Linked DNA regions of Oryctolagus cuniculus: region 1 is linked to region 2. Evidence: chromatin contacts called from public Micro-C data. All regions are on one chromosome and are shown on one strand. Each heading gives the region's core, a stretch centred on a gene start, on an enhancer-like site or on the middle of the called end of the contact. The rest is flanking DNA. Distances are from core to core; before and after follow the strand shown. Region 1 holds the start of SPIRE1 (spire type actin nucleation factor 1). Region 2 overlaps CIDEA (cell death inducing DFFA like effector a).

What was found. Hi-C and Micro-C count contacts between places; a contact is called where the count stands out from the background.
Region 1: a Micro-C map of ear pinna shows a contact between it and region 2, with 5 times the contacts expected there. The contact joins the promoter of SPIRE1 here to the enhancer-like site in region 2. A contact is called at or near these places in 5 of 6 Hi-C or Micro-C datasets (ear pinna, embryonic fibroblasts, psoas muscle and 2 more).

What each region holds. Positions count from the first base shown.
Region 1 is chr10:69,510,744-69,516,855 of mOryCun1.1, forward strand. It overlaps SPIRE1 (spire type actin nucleation factor 1), which reads right to left and starts at 1,701. Exons shown (of 17, transcript XR_007921864.2): 1 at 1,104-1,701.
Region 2 is chr10:69,155,147-69,161,761 of mOryCun1.1, forward strand. CIDEA (cell death inducing DFFA like effector a) reads left to right here. Exons shown (of 5, transcript XM_002713556.5): 5 at 3,450-3,900. The coding sequence ends at 3,597. Among named protein-coding and RNA genes, the nearest start is that of CIDEA, 22 kb to the left of the region's middle. Within about 2 kb of position 4,660, at least 4 of the 8 cell types and tissues checked have an H3K27ac peak or open chromatin away from gene starts, as enhancers often do. A contact at or near this core is called in ear pinna, where this site is marked.

The DNA.
Region 1 (6,112 bases), core at 451-2,950, 350 kb after region 2:
ATTTACTGGCCACTAAAAATTTGTTTACCTTATATAAAAAAGGAGAAGCACATAAATGTTTCATGGGAACTGGAAGAACTGGTAACTACAGTCTAAAATGTTTAATCAATTTAGATAAGAATTTTCATTAAATGCGATCTCAGTAGTTCTGAATTACATCTTTCACCTTAAGCATTTTGACACTTCCATCAACTTTCTAAAAGTGAAGGTGGATTGTTTGCCTGTGTTTTTAATAGACTTGCCTCTCAAAAGACGGAATTAAATACAGACGGAGAAGAGAAACCTATTATCAGTCTTCTGCTCTTCAAGGAGCACTCGGGTAAACCCCTGGCTAGAGCATGTCACTCTTCAGGAGATTATCCGGCAGAATTTACATTAGGCAGACAGAACGAAATCCCATTTTCTCCGACTCAACATCCTGTCCATTTTTTACAAGATTGCTTTCCATCACACACACACACACACACACAAGTTAACATATACGTAAGTGATATTTTCGAACCTCAAGTTAAACATTATTTAGTCCATTTCCCCCTTTCTCCAAAAAATACCAGAATTCTCAGGGCTTTAGAGTTCTTCACACTGCCAAACCGAAGGCATTGTGTCAGATTTAAAATACTAGCTGGTTATTCCTTCCTAAAGATGCGATTTCTAAGACTCCTTGACAAGCTCTCACGTGAACACTTCACAGCCCCTCAGCACACGGCGGGCACAGCCCCAAGCGCACGGCCCAGGCACGAACTACGCACACAGCTTCTCCGGAAAGCACGCAGCCCCGCATCGTTCCCCCGAACAAGCCCGCGCAGCAGCCGGTGGGACCCACCGCCTGCCGTGGGGGGCGCAGGCCCGCGCCGACCCCAGGCTCGCCCCAGGCCCCCTCCCAGCTCTTTGTGCAGCCATCCGCCCCCGCCCGAGACTCTGACGGACGCGGAGCTCTGCCTGCTCGCAGCATCCACTCCGCCCTCCCCACGTCCCCAGGCCCGGGTCCTGCCCACGGCGCACCGTAGGAGGGGGAGGATCGCGGGGACGAAAGGACTGAGCTCAGAGTCTGCAAAAAAGAGAGGGCCCGAGGATTGCGAGTGGAAGGGGCCCGGTGGGCTCACCCGCAGTGGGGGGCGGCTCTCCCTCGTCGCCGGCGGCGGGCGCCAGGGTGACGGCGCCGTCCCTCCAGATGCGGATCTGCTCGGCCGAGCGCACGCGGCGGCGGGGCTGGCGGCGGCGGGCGGCCGCGGCGCGCAGGGAGCCGCAGCACTGGTAGCACACGGCCCACGCCTGCTCCTCGTTGATGGGCTGGTTGTAGAGCCTCAGGATCTCTTCCAGGCTCAGGGCGTCCTCCGTGCCCCCGGCCGCGCCGGCCTCCGGCGGCCCCTCGCCGCTCGCCGGGTCGGCCCTCGGCTCCCCGCCGCCTGCCGGGCCGGCCGCCTGAGCCATCCCGCGGATAGGCGCTGCGCTTGGCCGCCGCGCCGTGTGTCCGCGTCTCCTCAGCTCCACAGCATCGTTTCCGCGCGACGCCGCCTCCTCATGCCCCGAGCCGCCGCCGCTGCCGCCGCCCAACCCGGCCGCGCGCGCCGCCCCGGGGACCGAGGCGAAGGCCCGGGCGGCGTAGGCGAGCGGAGGGCGGCGAGGACGCCGCGGATGTCTTGACCAGGCCGCCGCCGGCCGGTAGCTACGCGATGGCGTCCGCCCGCCCCGCCCCGCCTCGCCTCGCCCCGCCCCGCGCCCAGCCCTCGGGGCAGCCGCACGGTCCGGAGAGGGCGCTCGGTAGGGGTGGGGGGCCGGGGAGGGGGCGCGGCCGGGGGGCGCGTGGCGCGGGGTCAGGGGCCGCCGGAGGCGTGGCGCGTGGTCCGGAGAGGACGAGGAGTCGGGGGCTGCGTGGGGGGAGCCGCTGCGGGGGGCGGGGCGGGGCGCGCGGTCAGGAGGGTTCCCACGGTCGGGGACTCCGCCCCGCCGGCTGTGCTGGGGCCCTGAGCGTGTCCAGCGGGTCGCCACCCTGCGGAGCGGGGAAGTCGCTGTCCATGCCCGGGACTGGTTTCCCGACGATCTCATTAGGAGCTTGAACCCGGCCTCAGTTCAGGTCTGCAGAACCCCTCGCCTCTGGCTGCCCAGGACGTGTGCGCTGGCCCCTGGGCGCCGAGGCTCCTCTCGGCTCGCAGCCTGGACCACCGGCGCTGTGGTTCCTCGTGCCCTGCTCTGCTATGGTGAGGTTTCTGGTGTACTGAATCTCTCCAGAGTTCAGGGAGGGCGGAGATCTTTCCAGGTTTTGCTAACTGACTTCACCCAAAAGCCTAAATCAGGATCTGGGCTTGCAGCCGTCGGTTTCCGCGTCGTTTCGGATTCATTTGTAACATTTGTGCAACCTCTCACTAAGATCACGTGTCCCCGTAACCGCGTTCGTGGTAGCCCAGTTAGCTCAGCTGCTCATTCGGTGTTTAACTGATATCGCACTGACAGAATTGGACTGAGGGAGTTGAGCCATAGAATGCAACAAAGACATACTTTTGGGGGACCTCAATGAGCCCATTAAACCATGCAGTAAAAATAGGTAATTCTTAAATAGAACAATCACCCCACTGTTAAATGAGTTTGATTGGTAACAGTGTCCTCTGAGTGAGGCTATTCCTGTGTGGAAAACCTCCAGCTGAAAGTACCAAGAAACTTACACTAAGTAGTGACAGACCTTTCAGGGCAGAGTTTTGTGTGCAGCATTAGATATTGAATCACACTTTCATCTATTGTGTCCTGCAGTATGCAGTAGAAATTACAATAATCTGTTGTTAAATGCTTAAGATAACCACCATACGGGCAGGAATGGGGAAAAGCGAAAGGACCAATGGAGGCAGGAGAAGAGAGCGTCCTGCTACCTGGTACCTTATTATAATTTCACTACAAAAGGTAACAAACAACTCTTTAAAGTCGCATCACTTACTTGTGGGGGCATAATCCCACTTGTGAAAAAGTGCAGTATCACTGTGTGCCGAAGGCCAGAGAGGCAAGTGTCTTTAATTGCTATGTGAAACTGTATTTGTATATACATACATATCTTCTTGATTTAAAACATGGTCAAACATTCCCAAATCGACTGTCTTTAAAGTTGAGAGCCTGGGGCCTGGTGTTAACATCCCACATCAGAGTTCTGGCTGCTCTGCTTCCAATCCAGCTCTTTGTTGCACTGGGCCCCTGCTACCCACCTGCAACACCAGGATGGAGTTCCTGACTGCTGGCCTAGGCCTGGACCAGTCTGGATCGCTTTAGCCATTTAGAGAGTGAACCAGCAGATCAAAGACATATGTCTCTCACTGTCATTCTTTCAAATAAATATATAATCTTAAAAAAAATGTCGAGATCTGTATGGATTTCAGAAACAAGGGCTTCAGGTAGTTCAGACAACCTAGGAAAACAGCAAAGTGCTCTGCTTTTATGGGCAACACCGCCATCTTCTGGCATTCTAGGTTATTAACAGCTACAGTCAGAAACATTATCAGCCTTGCCTTAGGCCAAGAGGCAAGTTGGATGAATTAATCAACTAAGGAATCCGTGGTCCACTCGCTGTTCATGGCATAAGGGAGTAAAAAAAATCCAAGTAAAGATAACAATGGAAGGAAGGGGAAAGGAAGTGAAGTGGGAAAAAAGGGGAAAAACAAATTTAAAACATTATATTTAAAAGATACTTTCTTAAAAACAAATTTTCACAGATACTAAGTTTTAGTTAGGAGAAATAAGTTCCAGTGCCTATTTCACAATGAGGGACTGTATAGAATAATGTACTATATGTTTCAAGAAAGCTAGACAAAAGGATTTTGATTGTTTTTACCAAAAAGAAGCATGTGAAGAGAGCCATATCCTGATTTGGAAGCTGATTAATGTATACAGGCATCAAAACATCACATGTTGCCCTATAGGGGTTTACAGGTTTTTTTGTTTGTTTGTTTGTTTGTTTGTTTTTACAGGCAGAGTGGACAGTGAGAGAGAGAGACAGAGAGAAAGGTCTTCCTTTGCTGTTGGTTCACCCTCCAATGGCCGCCGCGCTTCGGCCGGCACACCGCGCTGATCCGATGGCAGGAGCCAGGTGCTTCTCCTGGTCTCCCATGGGGTGCAGGGCCCAAGGACTTGGGCCATCCTCCACTGCACTTCCTGGCCACAGCAGAGAGCTGGCCTGGAAGAGGGGCAACCGGGACAGAATCCGGTGCCCCGACCGGGACTAGAACCCGGTGTCCTGGTGCCGCAAGGCGGAGGATTAGCCTATTGAGCCGCGGCGCTGGCCCAGTTTACAGTTTTATGTGTCAACTTAAAATATGAATTTGCAATGATAGAGGTTTTTTTTTAACCTGTTCAAAGTTGCAGTTTTGAAGAACATCAACACATCTTGAGAGGAAAAATGTGATGTCCTTGAATCGTGAGGTCATGTGCAATAGAAGAGCTTTTCTTATTTTCAGCCAAGTGCAAGTTCTCAGCTACAATATTCTATCTTTAAAGTAAATATTTTGGGGCTGGCGCTGTGGCATAGCCGGTAAAGCTGCCACCTGCGGTGCAGGCATGCCATGTGGGTGCCGGTTCGAGTCCTGGCTGCTCCACTTCCCATCCAGTTACCTGTTGATGGCCTGGGAAAGCAGTAGAAAATGGCCCAAGTCCTTGGACTCCTGCACCTGTGTGGGAGACCCAGAAGGAAGAAACTCCTGGCTTCTGGCTTCGGATTAGCTCAGCTCTGGCTGTTGCAGCCACTTGGAGAGTGAACCAGCAGATGGAAGACTTCTCTCTCTCTGCCTCTGCCTCTGCCTCACTGTAACTCTGCCTTTCAAATAAATCAATAAATATATATTTTTAAAAAAATAAAGTAAATATTTTGCCTGTGTGATCTTATAAGTAATTACGTTGAGGCAAGATGACAAGTAAAACATTGCTTGTGTTCCTTCTCTACATAGAATAAATAGAAGGCAAATCTTAAAATACCTGGCTGTCTTCTTCCTAAATCTAGCCATTATATTGTGTATAAATACTTGACACTTTCTGTACAAAGACAATGTTATTTTGTTTTTTAAATAGGATTTTCAGAACTCTTTGAAATCTTGATAAGCTCCATGGTCCAGGGTTATGCTACTCTTTGAAATTGAGTGCTAAGAGCCGGCACTGTGGCACAGCGGGTTAAAGCCCTGGCCTGAAGCACCGGCATCCCATAAGGGCATTGGTTCTAGTCCCAGCTGCTCCTCTTCCAATCCAGCTCTCTGCTACGGCCTGGGAAAGCAATAGAAGATGGCCCAAGCCCTTGGGTGCTTGCACCTGTATGGGAGACCCAGAAGAAGCTCCTGCTGCTGCTTCGGCTCAACTGCAGCTGTTGTGGCCATCTCGGGAGTGAACCAGCAGATGGAAGACCTCTCTCTCTGTCTCTGCCTCTCTCTGTAACTCTTTCAAATAAACAAAATAAATTAAAAAAAAAAGTGAGTGCTGACAATTGAAAGATGCCCAAGAGATTGAGAAGTCTTGATGAGGACGAGCAATCCTCTGGAATAAGTTGGCACCTTCCCATTCTCTCATTTTCAGTTCAAACTCAAAGACTCAAATCCCTTTATGTCCGGTATTTTTTGTTCCAATTTCTGTTGTTGGTTTTATTTTTACTCAGTGACATCACTTTTTAAAATTACCATATATAGTTAAAAGGTCTGAACAACTCTACATTGAACTGTCTTTCTCAAAGTGCTGTAAGATCTGTGAAAAACGATGGCGTATGTTACTCTGAATGATTTTAGTTTTCTTTGATTTTGTTGTGTTTATTAAAAAATGGAATCCTTGACAGTTCTTTTTTCTTTTCTTATATTTACTTATCATTTTTGCAGAATAAATGTACTTCATGCTTCATACTCTGGACGTGCTGGTTGAGCTGCTCTGTGTCTTTCAGGGAGCACAGTCTGTCTGTGCCGCCCAAGCTTATCCCAGACACTCCCAGACAATTGCTCCTAAGAGGTACATTCACCTAGAAAAGTGCACCAAAAAGGTAAAAAAAAAAATAGAGCAGCATATTTTTTCAATGTTATAACCTAAATTTTCATTGCCCACATTATAATACCTTATAAATTGTTATTTTATACTTTCAAAGAGCTTTCTTCAGTTTTGTAACTCA
Region 2 (6,615 bases), core at 3,410-5,909:
AGTGCATAGCAACTTGTTAATTTTTTTTTTTTGACAGGCAGAGTGGATAGTGAGAGAGAGACAGAGAGAAAGGTCTTCCTTTTTGCCATTGGTTCACCCTCCAATGGCCGCCACAGCTGGCGCACTGCAGCCGGTGCACTGCGCTGATCCGAAGGCAGGAGTCAGGTGCTTCTCCTGGTCTCCCATGGGGTGCAGGGCCCAAGCACTTGGGCCATCCTCCACTGCCTTCCCGGGCCACAGCAGAGAGCTGGCCTGGAAGAGGGGCAACTGGGACAGAATCTGGCGCCCCGACCGGGACTAGAACCCGGTGTGCCAGCGCCGCTAGGTGGAGGATTACCCTAGTGAGCCACGGCGCCGACTGCAACTTGTTAATTTAACAATTAACACTCTTATTTATGACGTCAGTGATCACCCGAGGCTCTTGCCATGAGCTGCCAAGGCTATGAAAGCCTTTTGTGACCCTAAACTCTCAGTATTTAGGCAAGGCCATAAGCAAAGTGGAAGTTCTCCCTTCAGAGAAAAGTACATTCTTCTTTGATGACCTCTTTTTTCCACTGGGGTCTCACCCACATAGATCCTTCATACAGGATTTTTTTTTTTTGCCACAGTGTCTTGGCTTTCCATGCCTGCATTGCTCTCATGGGCTTTCCAGCCACATTCAGATGCCTTAAGGACTGATTCTGAGGTCAGAGTGTTACTTAAAATGATTGTCATTCTATGAGTCTGCTGCTCCATCACCTTTAAAATGAAAAGGCTACTTCCCAGTCTGTTACAATTGGCTCAGCTCTCAGTACACCTGCTCGTACTCTTCTGGTAAATTCACAGGGGCCTTTAATGAGTCAATTCTCTGTGGAGGGAGGGAGAGAGGGTGATGGGGTGGGAGGTCCTAGGGACAGTCATGTGTTGCCCTTTCCCTCTCCCCAGGGCTGGGCCTGCCTGCTGGGGCTGCTTGTTCCTTCTCTCTGCTGGCCCCATAAGCGCAGCTCTGATGTGTCCCCGCAACCTCAGAAGGGGATGTGCTTGGGGGCAGGCCTGCCTTTCTCCCCCAGGTTCCCAGCCCTCTAGCTGAGTCCTGACCTGGGCCACTGTCGTAATGTTAAAATCTGTCCTCCCAGGAAAGTTGCTTTGTTTGTGTTGAGTTGGGAGACAACAGGTCTGTTGTTCCATGTGTAAAGTAAGGCAGGAGGCTCAGCTTAGAACAACACAGCAGTCACAGCTTAATTGCAACTTAGCAAGGAATCCTGGGGGCAGGCATGGTGGCACAGCGGGTTAAGCTGATGCTTGTGGTGCCAGCATCCTGTACTGGAGCACCAGCATGTTCAAGTCCTGGTCCCTGCTAATGCGCCCATGTACCTGGGCCCCTGTCACCTATGTGGGAGACCCAGAGAGAGTTTCTGACTTCACCTGGGGAGTGAACCAGCAGATAGAAGATCTCTCTCCCTCCCTCTCTCTCTATCACTCCCTCTCTGTCACTCTGCCTTTCAAATAAATAAATCTTTTAAAAATGCTAAAAAAGGAAAGCAAAATGGAGAAAACCTTTCTTGAAAGACAAGTTCAGTCTTCTTGTTACTAATTCTTTCCTCCTGCCCACTTTGGCAACACCACAAGCAGCCCCCAGGCCAGAGGCCTCACCTCCCAGGGCCTGCTCTGGCCTCCCAAAGGCAGTGGCCTCTGCAGACCACAGAGCTGACCCCTGGATTTGGGGGTCACATCCCAGGAGGCAGCCTCAGCTGCTTCATGTCCCGCTACACATTATGAATGTGATGCACTTTAATAAAACTGGAGTGAAATCCTTCAGCGTCAGACCAGATAGAAAACAAGAACGTGAGTGAGAGTTGCAGTTTTTTTTTTTTTTTCAGTCTGAAATAACACTGACATCAGACTCAGCCGTAAGACTTAGAGGTCAGGCCGGCGCCGCGGCTCACTAGGCTAATCCTCCGCCTAGCGGCGCCGGCACACCAGGTTCTAGTTCCGGTCGGGGTGCCAGATTCTGTCCCGGTTGCCCCTCTTCCAGGCCAGCTCTCTGCTGTGGCCCGGGAAGGCAGTGGAGGATGGCCCAAGTGCTTGGGCCCTGCACCCCACGGGAGACCAAGAAAAGCACCTGGCTCCTGGCTCCTGCCACCGGATCAGCGCCTGCGTGCTGGCCGCAGTGCGCCGGCTGCGGCAGCCATTGGAGGGTGAACCAAGGCAAAGGAAGACCTTTCTCTCTGTCTCTCTCTCTCTCACTGTCCACTCTGCCTGTCCAAAGGAAAAAAAACAAAAAGATTTAGAGGTCAGGATGGGTGAGGCTTCCCCTCCCTGTAACTTGGGGAGCAAGATGGGATATCCCTAACCCTATGTCAATTGGGTCTTTTAAAAATATATATTTATTTATTTGAAAGTTCAGAGTTACTCCGAGAGGAGAGGCAAAGAGAGAGAAAGAGAGGTCTTCCATCTGCTGGTTCACTCCCCAGTTGGCCACAAAGGCCAGAGCTGCACCAGTCTGAAGCCAGGAGCCAGGAGCTTTTTCCAGGTCTCCCACATGGGTGTAGGGACCCAAGGACTTGGGCCATTTTCTACTGCTTTTCCAGGCCATAGCGGAGAGCTGGCTCAGAAGTGGAGCAGCCAAGACTCGAACTGTCACCCATATGGGATGCCAGCCCTGCAGGCGGTGGCTTTACCCACTACGCCAAAGAACCAGCCCCTCAGCTGGGTCTTGCTGTGACTTTTCCCCCAGCCTGGCCTGATAGATTTCCTTTTTTTTTTTTTTAATTTATCTGAAAGATGAATATCAGAGAGAGAGAGAGAGGTCTTCCATTCACTGGTTCACTCCCAAATGCCAGCAACAGCCAACGCTGGATCAGACTGAAGCCAGGAGCCAGGAACTCCATCTGGGTCTTCCACATGGGTGGTAGGGACCCAAACACTTGAAGCACCACCTGCTGTCTCCCAAGGTGTGCATTAGTAGGAAGCCAGATATGAAGTGGAATAGAGCCTCAAACTCAGGCACTCAGATACAGGATGCAGGTGTCTTAACCGCGGAGCCAAACGCCCTCCCCAGTGCTGATTGATTTCCATGCAATAGCACCTTATGCCCACCAGGGCTGCTGCTGGAGAGGCAGGTAGCTGAGGGACAGCACAAGGCACACGCTCGTGTCTGCCCCAGCAGAGCACCCTGGTTCCTGCAAGAGCAGGCACGTTTGGAAGTGGCTGGCGGGAGCCACACTGCGCCGAGGTGGCTCACCTGGGAATGCATGGAGTCCAGCCTGCACCCAGACAGGTCACATCAGCATCGCCTCTTGCCCAGCCCCTGGGGACTTGTGTGTCCCCAGAGCAGCACCTCTCAGATCACCACGCTCTCCTGTGTGCGCGTTGCCACCTCGGAGCCTGCGTTAGGCCAGCTGGGGTGCAGCAGGCCCACCCCGTGTGCTTCCCCGCAGCCTGACGCGTCCCTGTCTTGCCTGTCGCAGGAGCCTGCTGCGATTCCTGTCCTACACCGCCCAGGTGACCGGCCAGCTCCTCATCTACATGGGCTCCTACATGCTCGGCATGCTGGGTGACACGGAGGAGCAGCCTTCTCTCAAGTCGCACTCCAGGGGCCGGTTCACGTGTGGCTAGGGGTGCGCGCCTCTGGGTCCAGATGCTCCCTTTTCAAATGGGTCTTGAAGTGCTCTCGTGTTGTTTACCTCCGCGGCTGGCTGCTGGTCACTGCTGCCCGGGGTGGGGGTGGGGTGCGGGGGCTGGGTGAAGGAAGGGGGTGTGATGGTGTGAGATGCAGCCTGTGAGGCGGGTGGCCCTGGATGGGGAAGGGACATGGCGGGAGGGGGGGGCTCTGGGGGCCATGGCGAGGGACCAAATGGCAGGTACATCCAGGAGGAGCTGTTGGGTTCCTCACCTGCTACAATAAACCCGTGCCCTGAATCACTGGACTGTGTATAATACTCCCAGCATCTCTGCCACCTCCTAAAATGGCAAACAGGGGCAGGGGCTGTGTCGCCCGGGCCATACCCGGTCCTGAAATCGCAGTAGCCTGGAGGCAGACTCAACTGGGACCAATCCCAGGGATTTGGGGAGACTGGCCCTAGAATAAGGGACAGATGCTGAGAGGCAAAGCTAATCCCGTTAGGATTCGTGGGCTGGGCATCCGGCCTAGCAGTTAGGATGCCCACGCCCCACACTGCAGTGCTTGGGTTCAAGTCCCGGCTCAGGCTCCTGACTCTGGCTTCCCGCTAGTGCAGCTCTTGGGAGGCAGCAGTGACGGTGGCTCAAGTCACCCCCTGCCACCCACGGGGGAGACCTGGATTGAGTTCCTGGCCCCTGGCTTTGAACCCTCCGTCACTGTGAGCATCTGGGGAGAGAACCAGGTGGTGAGAGTTCTCTCTGTGTCTCTCTCTGCCTCTCAAATACTATTTTCCCTCTTAAGATTTAGGCTTTTCCTATCAGGAAATGTAGCTCAAAAGCCTTTTCCTTTTCCTAACTGCCAGCTTCAGCAAGGTACAAAGACACCCCTCCCCCGCGCCCTCCTGCAGCTGGGGGAGAAGAAAGAATCCCCTCCCCCACTCCTGTGCTGCCGCCAGAACTTCCCAGGGGGCCGACTTCCCGCCCTTCCCAGAGGCCCCTCCTGGGCTCTCCGTTGCTCCCCTGCAGCCCCCACCAGCCCCACCAGCGCCTCCTTTCCTGTCTAAGGGGCTCGCAACAGCACCCTCCACCCCCACTCCTCCCCACCCCGGCTGTCTGAAGTCACTCAGCGGCAGGAGAGAGGAACAGCGAGTGGCCCGGCCCGGCCCGGAAGAAGGCTGCCGCCTTCCCTGTTGCAGGTCCGAGCCCCTGAGCCAGGCTGCCAGGCACCATCCTGGAGCAAGGCACTCGCTCCTGCCTCTCCTGCCCCGGCCTTGCGTCACTTCCCGGGGACTCCGCCGCCGCCGGCCTGAGAAGTGGCTGCCTGGCTTCCAAAAAAGGAATTTTCGCTCCGGTGCCTGATCCTGTTGACTCAGCCGCTGCCCTGGCTCGGCCGGCCCCGGGCCAGCCCTGGGCCTTCTCACCGAATCCAGATGGTGGGAAAACTGGGCCGTGCGAGCCGGGTTGAAGGGAGATGGGCTCCGGCCACCTCGCGTCAAAAGGAGGACGAGTTCAGCAGGACCACAAGACGCTGGCCTGCTGTCCTCTGTCTCCAGTGCCCGATGTGCTGGGGTGACCAGGAGTGGAGCAGCCTCTACACAAGAATCCTTCAGGCCGGCCTGGGGCAGGGGCAGGGGCTGTGGGCTCCCAGGAGTGGTGCCTGCACCGAGGAAGCTACAGACCTGATTTTGCTGTCTTCAAAGGCTTCACGGGACCCCTGGCTTTTACCCCGAGAAACCCTGCGGAGTCCCACCCACCTCAGTTAGGGGAAGGGCTGCAGCAGGTGTGGACTCCTTTCTGTTCTGATAGGAGTCCCCACGACCCTCATTTCAGCCCCTAGCTCAGAGGGGCCTCTCCCGCGCCCAGCAGCAGGGGGTTGTGCTGGCTCCAGCGGCTGGGGGTGCTGCAGAATTTTGGATGCCGCCGATATCCAAGCTGTTAGTTAGCTGAGTCCACACCCCTGGGCCTTGTCCCTTTTTGGGACAGAGTGTTGTGTGTCCTTGGCAGCTCCTAGCATAAGAGTTCCAATGTGTTCACTCTAGAATCCTAACTCAGAGAAAAGGAAGTGGCTCTTAGGAGATCGGGGCAAAACCACAGGTAGCTCCACACCTGCTGTGGTACCCTCCCCCCATCCGACACACCTGTCCTGGCGGATCTCAAGGAGCACTTTCTGCTGTGAGCGCGAGACTGTACACCTGGCATGCACTGGGGATGTGAATAGAATGGAATGGAATGGAATGGAATGGAATGGAATGGAATAGAACAGAACAGAACAGAACAGGATAGGATAGAATATTCTGCATTACCTTGCGGCAGAGGCGGCCTCTGGCTGGACTCACCCCGCTGTCTCCAATCTCTTTCCTCATCTGTGCAGTTAAGATCCAGCCTAGGAGGCCCAGGAATTCCATCCCCAGACAGATGTTCTTGGCACAGATTTTCAAATGTAAACGCTGGGTCTTTGGCCGCCAGCCCCTCTCGGGGGACCCCTTTCTGCTCCTCTCCTCTCTGCCAGTGCTGGGCCCCCCGCTCAGTGACCTCACACGGCCCTTTCCAAGCTCAGATCCCAAACAAGGACTGTGGCCGGTGTCTGCCCTCTCCTTGTGCATCCGCCCTCTGCAGCTGTGCCTGGCGAGGACGCCACAGCCCGGCCAGCCCGGCCCCGGGGGACACAGGCTCAGTCTTCCAGCGTTTCAGGCCATGGAAGGAGGCCTTTGCTGCAGGGAGGTGGCCCTGCGTGCGCGCAGCACAGGAGCCAGCCGTGAACGGAACCGGACGCCACCTCCAAGGGGGGCAGTGCCACTGTGGGCGCCGTGCTTTCTGTTATAAATAAGTCAATGGAAAGAAACCCGAGGCAGGTTCCTCTCCTTTGCGGCCCTGGTTCTTGCTGTGATTACTTCTGTCTCCCCAAAGGTGGTGCCTGTCGCTAGGAGCACTCTCGGGAGGACAGGTGCAAACCCAGAGTCTTCCCTGTCGCACTCTGAGGACGGGGCAGGCCAGGAACTGCTTCCCTGATGACTG